2 separate regions of the Rattus norvegicus genome follow, and region 1 is linked to region 2. The links are chromatin contacts, called in public Hi-C maps. All regions are on one chromosome and are shown on one strand. The core of a region is the stretch at or near the end of the contact, and the rest is flanking DNA. Distances in the headings are between cores, read along the strand shown.

Evidence for each region. Hi-C and Micro-C count contacts between places; a contact is called where the count stands out from the background.
Region 1: a Hi-C map of liver shows a contact between it and region 2, with 2.9 times the contacts expected there. The contact joins the promoter of Sugt1 here to the promoter of Kbtbd7 in region 2. A contact is called at or near these places in 3 of 12 Hi-C or Micro-C datasets (frontal cortex, liver and mammary epithelial cells).

What each region holds. Positions count from the first base shown.
Region 1 is chr15:61,398,815-61,405,006 of GRCr8, forward strand. Sugt1 (SGT1 homolog, MIS12 kinetochore complex assembly cochaperone) reads left to right here and starts at 1,664. Exons shown (of 13, transcript NM_001013051.1): 1 at 1,664-1,753; 2 at 1,841-1,898. The coding sequence starts at 1,716.
Region 2 is chr15:61,213,066-61,220,110 of GRCr8, forward strand. It overlaps Kbtbd7 (kelch repeat and BTB domain containing 7), which reads left to right and starts at 2,892. Exons shown (of 1, transcript NM_001302944.1): 1 at 2,892-7,045. The coding sequence starts at 3,177. The coding sequence ends at 5,249. It overlaps Mtrf1 (mitochondrial translation release factor 1), which reads left to right. Exons shown (of 11, transcript NM_001399523.1): 11 at 356-713. The coding sequence ends at 469.

The DNA of each region.
Region 1 (6,192 bases), core at 414-2,913, 180 kb after region 2:
AACCTTAAATGGGAAAGATCCAAATGGAAACTCTCTACCTTCCCTTACAAACCTGCTTAGCTTCAGTTTACTTCAGCTAACTCGATCTTCTCAGCAATCACTCAAACCTGAAACCTGCACCTCTTTGAGTTTAGTGGCCAGCTGGCCCTGTTCTGCCTCAATTGTCTCTCCCTACTTCTCCATTCCTACAAGTGGGTTCAGATTCCTTTCTTTGACCTGTTATCTTCTATCAGCCCTTCTTTTCCCCCTTCCAACCACTCATTTACAATATAGATGGTATATACCTACAGGTTGCAAATTTGTTACACTTTAAACTTTGTAGTATTCCACACTTCTATCTCTTGATGATCCCACACGTACTTAAATCTTTGTAACTTCCATTTTTTCCATCTTGAATACGGACTCGTTTTTTCTATCTTGAAAATGGACTCGTTTCTCCGTGTTTTCAAATGCCCTCCCACCCCTACTTTTTGCATCTGCAAGGGGTGAGTGGTAGGTGGGAGTTTTTAACAAAAAATGAGCATACCCAGGATAACTAGCAAGCACAATCAGGAGTTTGGCTAGTATGGAAAATGTGCTAGAAAAGCTCTTTTAAAGTAAGAACTTAGAAAAGTGGGCCAGTTTAACAGTGGGGAGATGTACGCAAATGCCTAAACTGTAATTTTTTTCTTCGTGGACTGTCATATTTCCAGACCTGAGGTCTTACATACCATGATTGAAGAAACCATGGACCGCCTTATTCATTTCACCTGCTAAAATGCATTTCGTAAAAAGACTTTCTGAGCGTATTAACAGCTTTTAAATCAAGTTTGGTGTGCAGTCTTAATGCAGCGGATATTTTAATTCTGCTACTTGCTCCGCTGAACCTATAATTGCCACTCTTTCCTGTTGCTTCTTACCACTTAGTCTCAAAGAACTCGCAGGAAGTTTCCCAGTTGATGTTTGGCTCTAAGGATGGCGGGGGATGGGGGATGCTCATTGGTTACTTGGAACACAAGACCATTAGTTGTAGGTCATTTTCATCCACGCGGTGCCTGCGAAACAGGCTTTTCTTAGTTTGGAAAGCGGACTAGGAAGGAAGCTTGGAGTGTGGAGCACTAGGACCTGGTTGGGCCTCCGGAAAACTCCATTCTTCATGCCGGTAACGTGACTTCCGGCGAGCCAGCCCGTCCGGGTTCTCCACGGATAGTCGAGCGAACTGATGCGCCATACCCGGCTCGCTGCCGGAAGAGACTTGGCAGCCACGAATGACGTCACGCACAACTTGGCCGCCTGCGGTAGCCATGATGAAAACCGGAGGAAACAGAGCTTAACGTGACACGCTTTAACAATACGAGAAACCCCGCAACGGGTTCCAGTACCTTACAGCGGCCTTTGAAACAATATTAAAAAGCCTACAAGTCATGCGGGAGCCCCCGCCCCGGGCATGCGGACAGGCACAGGCCTCGTGGCCACGCCCTCGGGGCGGGACCTTGTGCGCGTCACGGGTAGGGGCGGGGCCGGAGAGCGTTTCCTCCTCTTTCCCAGCCGGCCCTGCGCCTACCTGCCCACCCTGCGCCTCCTTTTCCGCGGCCGCATGCTGAGCGATCGCTGATTGGCCACGGAGGACGGAAGCTCAGTTGGGGTTTCTTTAGAAGTTTTCCCCTCCTGGGCGGCGGCGGAGCTGGTAACCAAGGTAGAAAACGCTCAGGCAGACGCTTTCGTGACTCCTAGGGATGGCGGCAGCTGCAGCAGGACCTGCATCGTCCCAGCGGTGCGTGATTTTCTTCACCTTTGCTATTTGTCGTTCAATTCTTTCCTTGGTTAGACAGCCCTGCTGAAGTCGTTGTTTTCCTGGCAGGTTTTTCCAGAGCTTCCCAGATGCTCTGATCGACGGGGACCCCCAGGCGGCGTTAGAGGTGAGTGAGCTCATTTCTGCTTCTTTTGCACTGGGACTGTTGGGTTCCTATAGACTCCGCCTCTTCCCAGCATTACCTTCGTGGGACCAGAGCTACAATTTTCAATGTGTCTCAGTCCCTAGATTAAGATCCATTTCTTTGTCCCCTAGTAATCCCTTTGCTATAGATCTTGTCCCTCCTCTCCACAAGCTCCTGGTGGGGGTACCTCCCTCCTATTTATTTCTTGGACACATAGTTACCCTCCGTGATTGCTCTTATAATGGCATTTATGATCAAGGAAAAGGCGAAAATCGGGCTTGATGTATTATTTTTTACTTTAACAGTTATGTTTGCCCTTATGTGTCAGGTACTGTTAAGTGTCCTTAATTAAGTTTACTAAAGAACGTTTTCCCTTCTGTGCCTGCAACTTTACAGATGACTGCTTGTTCTTTATACAATTGTTTATTAAAACGTGTTTTTTACCTAGACTAATCTCAAGGTTTGGATCCTGAGAAGGCTTGGGATGTACTAGTAAATAAACCCTGCCTACATTTTTAATATTATATGAATTTCCTTTGGTTCATTTCAGGTGAAGTCTAGAACAAACTAGCTTTGTATGGATGTTAGGAGCGCTAGCTGGATTCTGGAGAGTTATCAGCACATATCCACTATGGTGGTACAGGCCTGTAATTCTGGTACTCAGGCGATGAATGCACTAGGATCAGAAATTAAAGGTCATCCACAGTAACTTAGTGAGTTGAGGCTAGCCTTGAATGTGTGAAACTCTGCTACACTTCAGAGCTCCATGAATCACTGGAAAAAGGCAACATTTTTATGTTCTGAGCCTTAGAGAAACCGCTTTTCTAGAGGCTAGCAGACTAGAATAGCTACATTGTTGCTTGAATGTTACAAGCTCCATTTTGTATCCTTAAGTCTACGGAATGGTCATCAGGTTTGAGAGCAAGGTATTATTAGTGAGCCTGCTGTTGGCGGCACACACCTTTAATCCCAGTACTTGGGAGTGAATTTCTTTGAGTTTGAGGCTCACCTGGTCTACCATGAGAGTACCAGGACAGCCAGGATTCCACAGAGAAACCCTGCCTCAAAAGAAAACAAAAACCAAGGCATTAGTGACTTTGAGATTAGGGCTACAGAGGCAAATATTTTTTTATATTTTCTGCCAAAGGAAATAAAAACAAAATGGAGAGTAGGGGGAGGCCTGAGAAAGGAGGAGGAAACAAAAAATTATTGAAAGCTTATTGAATGCTGGGTACAGATCTAGGCTGCCCCGGAAACCCTAGGATCACTGGCAGATGCTGTTCCTTCTAATGTATTCAATGTGGTACTCTACAACCTCTGGCTGCCACACATTCTGGACTTTGAATGAAAACGAGCACCAGTGGAACATGGGCACAAGGGTAAAAAGCTGAGAGAGAGAGAGAGAGAGAGAGAGAGAGAGAGAGAGAGAGAGAGAGAGATATCTAAGTTATATGGTAAGCTGTACCTGTGAGGGACTGAGAGAAGTGTAGAGGCTAGCATTGACCTTGACAAGCTGATAGGCATCACTGAAACCTGTTAATAGAAGAGCCTACATTCCTTTTGCCAGAGATAAGGAGAAAGCTCCTTTAGCAAGTAGGAACTATCTTCAGGCCCTTGAAAGAGTGCTGGCTTTTGTCTAAATGCCAGACTTGGGGAAAGGAGTTTCTTGGGGGGGACTGACACTGTTTCTGGTCCTGCTTTGTTTTACTGTATTAATGATACAGTAGCCAGACTGACAGTTGAATCATGTCACTTTCCTACTAGAACTTTCCATGACCTTCCCTCATACTGAAGGTCCAAACAACTTACAATGGCCAGCAGGGTGCCTGGTGCAGTGGACATCTTGGAATTTCTTTCTGTAGAGCTACACTGTTTCCGGTGCTTCTGCTGCTTTTGCCCCAGATACGCTTGCCCTATATCTTGGTTTACCCGGGGATGCCTGTTTCTTTAGATTTCACCTGAAATGATCCTGCTCAGAGGAACTAGTTTTTCTGTCTAAATCAGGCCTGAAAATAGCCTCAAGACAGCAGGGGTTTTGTGTATCTTGATTCTTTACTGCTATGTTCTCAGGGTAGCACTTGGGGCTCACGATGGGCAAGCTTTCTCCTGCACGGATTCTTGCACACTTGTCATTAGCTACATTTTTACTCAGTAGGGAGTTGAAGTACAGCATAAAAAGGTTAACTTGCTCAAAACAAAGAAGCTTGGAAGCAGCAGGTTTCTGGTTTCAAGGGATTAAGGTCATCTGGCAGGGAGAGGACTGGGCTATATGATACCCCAACTAGTAGCTACTTGGAAGCCACTTTGTTGAGGGCACAGGCTGAGATTGATAAACATGTAGTGTGCTGACATTTTTCTCTCCAGCAGTGCTTAGTTAAATGGACTGATGTTTCTATGCTTAGACCCTAGCTAGGTAACTGTAGGGAAAAGAAGAGGAACCGGATACACACACACACACACACACACACACACACACACACACACACACACACACACAGAGGTTCTTTGAACCTTAGCATTTTTAAAGGGCTTAAAAACTTAAATATTTAAAAATTTACTAAGAGTTAGTATTAATTAAAAAAAATTGTTTTGAAGCTTTGCTGGGGTTTGAGCCCAGGTCCTCATGCATGTTAAGTGCATGGTCTGCCTCTACACCTATTCCTACAGCGCCAGCTTCAAAGTCGTATTTGTTACTGAGGCAGGGTTTCACGTATCCTAAGCTACCCTCAAGTCATATGTAACTAAGGGTGACTCTGAACTTCTGACCCTTATGCATGCTAGGATTATAGGCCTGTGACAGGGATCAAACCCAGGGCTTCATGTATGCCAGGCAAGCATTCTACCAAGTGACCTACAGCCCAAACCCATCTAAAGTCTCAATTTTAATGTCCTACATCCCCCTCCCCCAATTATTGTTCGGTTAGTGGTGTGTTTCTCACTGTGGTTTTTGCTTGCCCGTTTCTTGTGGCAGTGGAATTGATGCTGTTCAGTTGCTCTACCACGGGAGCCACAGTACTCATTTTCTGCACGTGTATTTTTGGACTTGTTTACAATAGGTTTGGCTTAGGTCTGCACTAATTCATAGCCTTTTGCTGCTGTGATTCAAGTGTTGGCACCAGAGATGTCGCCTCTTGAGGTGCTGCTTCCATTGACTACCATGCTTCTGTAGGCAGCAACTCTTGAAAGAGAGTGGTGCACTAAAAGCATGCTAACTAAGATCGTGAGTCATTGTCTTAGTGGTTTGTTTGGGGCTTTATTATACCTGGCTTATCCATAAATCACGTTTTATTCATTGCAAATTTGTCATTTTAAGTTTGACTCTCACTGTTTTTTGTTTGTTTGTATGATTGTTTTGGAAACAACTTTTTCGTTACAGCCTTTCCAAGTCTGCATGTTTTATGAGACTGAACTATTATTACTAAATTTGTTTTTCTTAACTAACAATGGATTAGTGGTTTTAAAGAACATTTACGAGTGGCTTGAACTACTGAGCCTTTTACTTGACTTTATAAGAAGAGGAATCAATAAGCTGCCTGTGGCTCATGCCTGTAATCTCAGCACTTGGGGCTACAGGAGGGGACAGCAAGTTTGAAGCCAGCCTAGGCTACATAGTATATCCTACAGACTATATAGTACATACATGGTAATAACTTTTTTTTTGACTTTTTGTTCTTTTCAACTTCTTTTAATTTTAGTTTAAGACACAGAAGCCCAGGTTGATTATGTGGGCAAGGGTAATTTTTGAACTAAAGGTCCTCCTGCCTCTCCTTTTCTAGTGTTGGAATTATAATCTTATGCAGCCATATAGCACCACCATGCTGGTTTTTATGTGGTGTTGGGGATTGGAAAGGGGTTTTGTCAGACCACAACTAGACAATGTGCAGACGGGGAGAGACACTGGGGCCTGCAGCTAAGTGGGGTACTTTTATCCAACCCCTTTCTGGAAGGCTTAGGATGGGGGGCTTAGGGGAAAAAGGAAGCTGGAAGGGAGGCCAGAGGTGATGGATGACTCCAGGGAAACAGTGCCTTCCACACACAATAGGACAAGTCACATAACAGCTCATATTGGAGCAGTGTGTTCAAGACTTACAGGTTCAAGCACCGAGGAGAGGAAATGGATGGGAGGCCCTAGTTCTAAGCAAGAAACTGTTGGCAATTTGTATCTGCTGGCAAAGGGAAATCCGTTTTCTCCAGTGTAGTCACTGCTTATATTAACTGCACTCCAGGGCAAACTCAGGAGTAATCCATCAGTACAAAGTGAACTCCATGGTTTTGT
Region 2 (7,045 bases), core at 1,642-4,141:
AATATTAAACAATCTACCAACTGGGAACGAGCATTTAAACTTAGGAGTCTGTGGGGCTATTCTCCCACACCATGACTACCTGGCCCCTGTTTTGGGCCTATGACAGCACAGAACATCATGTGGGGAACGAGTGGCAGAGGAAGCCATTTACCTCATATCCTGGAGGTAAAATGGAGAGGAATCCATTAGTATCCTTCAGTTCCATTCAGGGCACACCTTCCATTAGGCATGCCTCTTTTAGGTTTCTACCACTTTATAAAAGATGAGGGTCTATCGTTTACCACATGGGTTTTTGGAACACACCTGAGATCCAAACTGTATAGTCAGGTTTCATAAATAACTCCTCTGTTATCAGGAATTTTTACGTGGTGAGAAGTGCCTGGATCAGCTAATTGAGAGACTGCTTCAATCAGCAGATGAAGAGGCCATTGCTGAATTTTTGGATGAAAGCCTTCAATCAGTGAAATAAATGTGGTTTATTATTGTTATATAAATGAAGTGGACTTTAATCAGGAAACAGACAGGTGTGGAAACTTAATAAATATTCATAAAGTTTGGATGCGCCCACAGAGTTTTTATAGAAATCATTTTAATGAAAGAAACTCACATTTCTTGACATAGAGGTTTATTTTAGGTTTCAGTAAGTAATCCAACTCTCCAAGTAGAAAATAAGCTTGTAACATCAAAAAGAAAAATAAAATATGAAAAATTGATGGTATGAGATGAATCAACTGTTTCTTTTAGGACTTTTGAAAACCATGAGCATTTTCTTCCAAAGGGAGCACAGGTCTGCGCCACCATGCCTCGCTTAGATTAAATTAATTTAAGATATTACATGGCAGGTTCGGGACAAATTCATAGCTACTAAGTATTTGAAACAGAAGGGATGCATACAGGGCGCCCACTCACCAGGCTTCCACGGGGCGAGAGTGGCCTCTGTTGGCAGTTATGATCAAAAGGCATTAGGCATTGTTTTTCCTTTTAATTTAGAGACTCTGCAGAGTGTGTGGTGAACTCTTGTGAAGTTAATTTGCATCCATCTGATAACGAATGACTTGGACATCTTTGTGTGTTTTTATTTGCCAGTATACATAGAACCTGCTATTTCCCCAGACGAGTGCTTACGTTTTTATTTTCACCACACTGTGGAAGAGCAGAAACTTGGGATTTGGTTGTCACTTTGTGTTTTTATTGTTTTATTTAAATGCTGTGTGTCTCCCAAGAACTCCAGCCCCAATAGAAGCTTTGTAGTTTTTGTTTGTTTCCAAACAGGTTTTTCTGTATGTAGCCCTGTCTGTCCTGGAAATCCCTGTGTAGACCAGGCTGGCCTTGAAGTCACAGAGATCCAACCTGCCTCTCTGGTGCTAGGATTCCAGGCAGGTGACACCATACCTGGCAGCTTTGCAGTTCTTAGTCTTCCCTTTAGGGCTAAGATTTATCTTGATGGTTTTCCTTAGAGTTTAAGGAACAGAGTCCATTAACACTGTTGACTTTGATGAGTTGCTTCAATCACTTGCTGAAAAACTCCCCTTAGCACGGCATTGCTATCCACTGCTGGTTTCTCACTTTTAACCTGGAGGTGGGTGAGATGACTCAGCTAGGAAAAGCACTCTTTTCTTACCAAGCCTCAAGACCTGAGTTGGATTACCAGAACCGACATGGTGGAAGGAAAAACGACTCTGTCCTTCAGACATGTATCACACACTCTCACACAGCGTAAGTAAAACATAATAAAAATTCAAATTAATTAAACTATTAGAAAGGATCCGTCAGTTGCATAGCGGTGAGCCCTCAGAATCTAGTCACGTCTCAAAAGCCTATTAACCAAACTCACCGACACATAAGTATTTACAGGACAGTTTGCTATTTAAACTGTAATAACAAGGAAAACAAAACCACCTATTTGTTTATACCTAGTCTACAAATTTAAAGGGCATCCATCAGTGCTCTTCTTAGGGCCTCAAATTAGTTGTCCAATGCTTCCTAATGAATCTACGTATCTTCTGAGGGTTTTCTGGGGCAGGGTTTTTTGTCTTGAGACAGGGTTTCTCTTTGTGTGGCCCTAGCTCTTCTGGAACTCTCTCTGTAGATAAGGCTGGTCTCCATCAAATGAGATTATCCTGCTTCTGCCTCCTGAGTGGTGGGTGGCACATGCCTTTAATCCTCGCACCTGGTAGGCTGAGGCCGGTGGATCCAGGACAGCCAGGGCTTACACGGAGAAGCCCTGTCTCACAACAACAGAAAGAAAAAGAAAAAACCCGAATGTGCAGAAATTTACAGTTTTCTTTAATGTCTCATCTCTTCAAATTAGTGGGTATATTTCTATAAGAGTAAGTAAAACAATAATGATTGATTTCACATTTTTAAAGACAATCTATGACTTTAATAATTATTCTAATAAAAAGAAAGAACTCTATAAATTGCACATACCATTCAGTCTTCACACAAACTAAATAGTGCTATCCTCAGTTTTCAAATTCGATAAAGTTTTCAGAAGGAAGTCATACAATCATATAATACACTGGGTACTTTTACTTTCGACTTGAGAGCCATTTTATTTTATTTTAGTGAGATGGGCTCTCTCTACATAGTTCAAGCTGTACTGTAACTTACTATGTAGACCAAGCTGTCCTCAAACTGAAGGGATCGTTCTGCCTCAGCCTCCCCGGTGCTGGGATTAAAAGCGTCTGTCATTATGAAAGGAATAAACTTAACGTATCAAATTCAGGATACTATCCACTTTCTACCTCAGTGAAGAATTCAATAACAGAAACGATTAAGAGGTTACGTAAACTACAATTCCCAAGATGCAAGGCGGCTTCGGAGCCCAAGGATCCCGTCATGCATCGAGACACGCGAAAGGCAACCTGGGAAGGGTAGTTTGTCTGGGCATCTACCCGTCTCGCCAGCGCGGCAGAAGCTGCTACTGCGGCTGGATCCCAGGGTCGTGTGAGGGTGAGCTGTGGTGAGAAAGGGCGCGAAGGGAAACGGTGAGTCAGCCGCGGGCTACGCGATAAAGGGAGGCGGCACCGCGGCGAAGGCCCAGCTGAGTAATCGCGGCCGCGAGCTGAGTCTGTTCTGGGACGCCGCTGTGTCGGCGTCGGCGAGGGAGGCGTGAGGAGAAGCCCGGCGTCTGCAGCCGTTCTCGCCCTCGGCGCCCCGCCGCCATCTCCACCATGCAGTCCCGGGAAGACGCCCCGCGCTCTCGCCGCCTCGCCAGTCCCCGCGGCGGGAGGCGGCCCAAGAGGATTTCCAAGCCCTCTGTGTCGGCCTTTTTCACCGGCCCAGAGGAATTAAAGGACACGGCCCATTCTGCAGCCCTCCTGGCACAGCTCAAGTCTTTCTACGACGCGCGTCTGCTGTGCGATGTGACCATCGAGGTGGTGACGCCTGGCAGTGGGCCCGGCACGGGGCGCCTCTTCTCGTGCAACCGCAACGTGCTGGCGGCGGCTTGCCCCTACTTCAAGAGCATGTTCACAGGGGGCATGTACGAGAGCCAGCAGGCCAGCGTGACCATCCACGACGTGGATGCCGAGTCCTTCGAGGTCTTGGTGGACTACTGCTACACTGGCCGCGTGTCGCTGAGCGAGGCCAATGTGCAGCGCCTGTACGCGGCCTCGGATATGCTCCAGCTGGAGTACGTGCGTGAAGCCTGTGCTTCCTTCCTGGCTCGCCGACTTGACCTGACCAACTGCACTGCCATCCTCAAGTTTGCCGATGCCTTTGACCACCACAAGCTGCGCTCTCAGGCCCAGTCCTTCATAGCTCACAACTTCAAGCAGCTCAGCAGGATGGGTTCCATTCGGGAGGAGACGCTGGCCGATCTGACCCTGGCCCAGCTGCTGGCCGTCCTGCGTCTGGACAGTCTGGATGTAGAGAGTGAGAAGACTGTGTGTCACGTGGCGGTGCAGTGGCTGGAGGCTGCTCCCAAAGAGCGGGGCCCTAGCGCTGCTGAAGTCTTTAAGTGTATTCGTTGGGCACACTTCCCTGCAGAAGATCAGGACTACCTGGGAGGGTTACTGACCAAGCCTATTGTGAAGAAATACTGCCTGGACGTTATTGAAGGGGCCCTTCTGCAGCTGCGATTTGGTGATAGGTTGTACAAGTCAGTGGTGTCCAAGCCAAACAGCAGCCACAGCAGCAGTAGCAACAATAGCAGTAACAGCAGCAGCACCAGTAGCTCTGTTGTGTCTGTAGCGGAAAATCCACCCCAAAGATTGGGTATGTGTGCCAAAGAGATGGTGATATTTTTTGGACACCCCCGAGACCCCTTTCTCTGTTATGACCCTTATTCGGGAGATATCTACACAATGCCGTCTCCTTTGACCAGCTTGGCACACACTAAGACCATTACATCTTCAGCTGTTTGTGTCTCTCCAGACCATGACATCTATCTTGCCGCCCAACCCAGGAAAGACCTATGGGTGTATAAACCAGCCCAAAATAGTTGGCATCAGCTGGCAGACCGCTTGCTGTGTCGAGAGGGCATGGATGTGGCATATCTGAACGGCTACATTTACATCTTGGGTGGGCGAGACCCAGTTACTGGAGTTAAACTAAAGGAAGTGGAATGCTACAGTGTTCAAAGGAACCAGTGGGCATTGGTGGCTCCTGTACCGCATTCCTTTTATTCATTCGAACTAATAGTGGTTCAGAATTACCTTTACGCTGTCAACAGTAAGCGCATGCTCTGCTATGATCCTAGCCATAACATGTGGCTGAATTGTGCATCTCTTAAACGAAGTGACTTTCAAGAAGCCTGTGTCTTCAAAGACGAAATCTATTGTATTTGTGACATCCCAGTCATGAAGGTCTACAACCCGGCTAGAGGAGAGTGGAGGCGGATCAGTAATATTCCACTGGACTCAGAAACCCACAACTACCAGATCGTCAATCATGACCAAAAGTTGCTGCTCATCACTTCTACCACCCCACAGTGGAAAAAGAACCGAGTGACAGTATATGAATACGACACTAGGGAAGACCAATGGATTAATATAGGTACCATGTTAGGCCTTTTGCAGTTTGACTCTGGCTTTATTTGCCTGTGTGCTCGAGTTTATCCTTCCTGTCTTGAACCTGGTCAGAGTTTCATCACTGAGGAAGATGATGCAAGAAGTGAGTCTAGCACTGAATGGGACTTAGATGGATTCAGTGAACTGGACTCTGAGTCAGGAAGTTCAAGTTCTTTTTCTGATGATGAAGTCTGGGTACAGGTTGCACCTCAGCGAAATGCACCAGATCAGTAGGGTTCTTTGTAAATATTTCGAGACAAAAAGATGTTGTTTCTACTGTATGGAATCTATCTTAAAATGATATCCCTTTTCCTGAAAAGACAAAGTTGATTAGGGCTGGAGATTTGGTTTAGAAAGGGTAGCAATTTGAAATAGTAATACAATATGCAAAATTCATACAAGTCTCTGAAATCAGCTTATTTCAATAATTTGCTGTGCTAAAAAAAAATCCATGATTAAAATATGCATAGTGAACTACATAAATTCATTAAGGTGTTTAGTGGATTTTGTTTTGCTGTTAATTAGTACGTTTATATTTTGATTTTCCTAGTTTTAGTTAAATTTTGCCTAGTGCTATGAGGTCTTGTTTGTTACTAGAAAAACTGGAATGAGAATTGTATTTTGAAGGTATTAACATTTTCCTTCAGAATAATGAAAGATCACATTTTTAAGTAAATTTTAGTATCCTCAGCTATAGTTTGTTAAAAATCTAGTATGATCTCCTTCCTTTCTGCAAAGAAAGAAATATTAAGGTTACTAAGTAGTGATTCCATATTGATAATGTGTTCAGTGGACTTACAAGGTCACAGAAAATTTAAAAAATCAGGATTCCACTGTTTCTAAAGAATTTAAGTTTTTACTTTAAAATTTAAAAATATCTATGTGGTAAATATGACCTATTTCTTACCTTGAAAAAAAAAAACCACTCTAGAATTGTCATCAATTATTTCAACTCCTTTCTAAACCAAAAAAATGAGAGGTAATTTGCTTTATAAATTCACAGTTTTGATCTGTACATGTTAAGTGCTTTGTTGACTCAGAACAACAACCCTTTTCTTCACTGGACATGAGTAAATAATGTAAATTTTTCTTCATTGGTCATGCACTGTCTTAAAAAGTTTGCTTCCCTGAAATATTTTGGCTATATAGTTTTAGTATTCATCTTAGAGGCTTTATCAGCAGAAAGTGATCTATTCTTTAAAGTTTTGTGAAGTCATATCGGTTTTGGAAATATGTATAAGCTAAAGGAAGTATTTTATTGAGATCAGTAGTTATAGTGTTTATCAACCCAAGTTAAGTGCCAGCAAAGAGCTTTAAAACTTCAAGCCGCATATAGAACTGTTTTGTGTAGTACTGAAATATTGTCAGTTTTTAAGTTACTATAAATGTTCTTGATTTTCAGCTTGATGATATTTTTGTATTAAAATTGACTGCTAAGGAACTTAAGTGGATGGTGGGTGGCATTTGGGGCCAGTAGTTAAAAGTTTGTTTCTCTAGGTCTTTCCCTAATCAGTGGTATACATGGCCATTTTACTGTGGGGTCTGTATCCAGTTCCTATTTCTCCGTAAGTTATGCTCTAGTTTCTGTCTCAGTCACCATATGTAAAGGAAAGTCCAGAAGTAGTAAACTACACAAAACAGGCATTACTACCTTATTAAAGGTGCTTACCTTTTGAAGGTTTATTAATACATATGGTTGTCATAATACATATACATGACAAATGGTGTACATATACAGATGTTTTATGCTATATAAAGTTTTCTATATTCTTTTAGAATTACCTTCCTCAGTCTTTTTTCAATACCATGCAAATTCCTCTTTATTCTCTAGTGGCAAATGCTAATGTTTTTACACTCTGGTAGAGGAGAGAATCTGGTCCAAGATGGGGAAGTGACTTTTTGAATGAAAAGAAGTGAAAAATGACAAAAGCAAAACAAAGTGGCACAGGTAATGTGTTATCCATGATTTTGATTGGGTGAAGAGTGTAAGATAGTTGGCTCAACAATATTCCTGTTAGAGTTTGTTGACC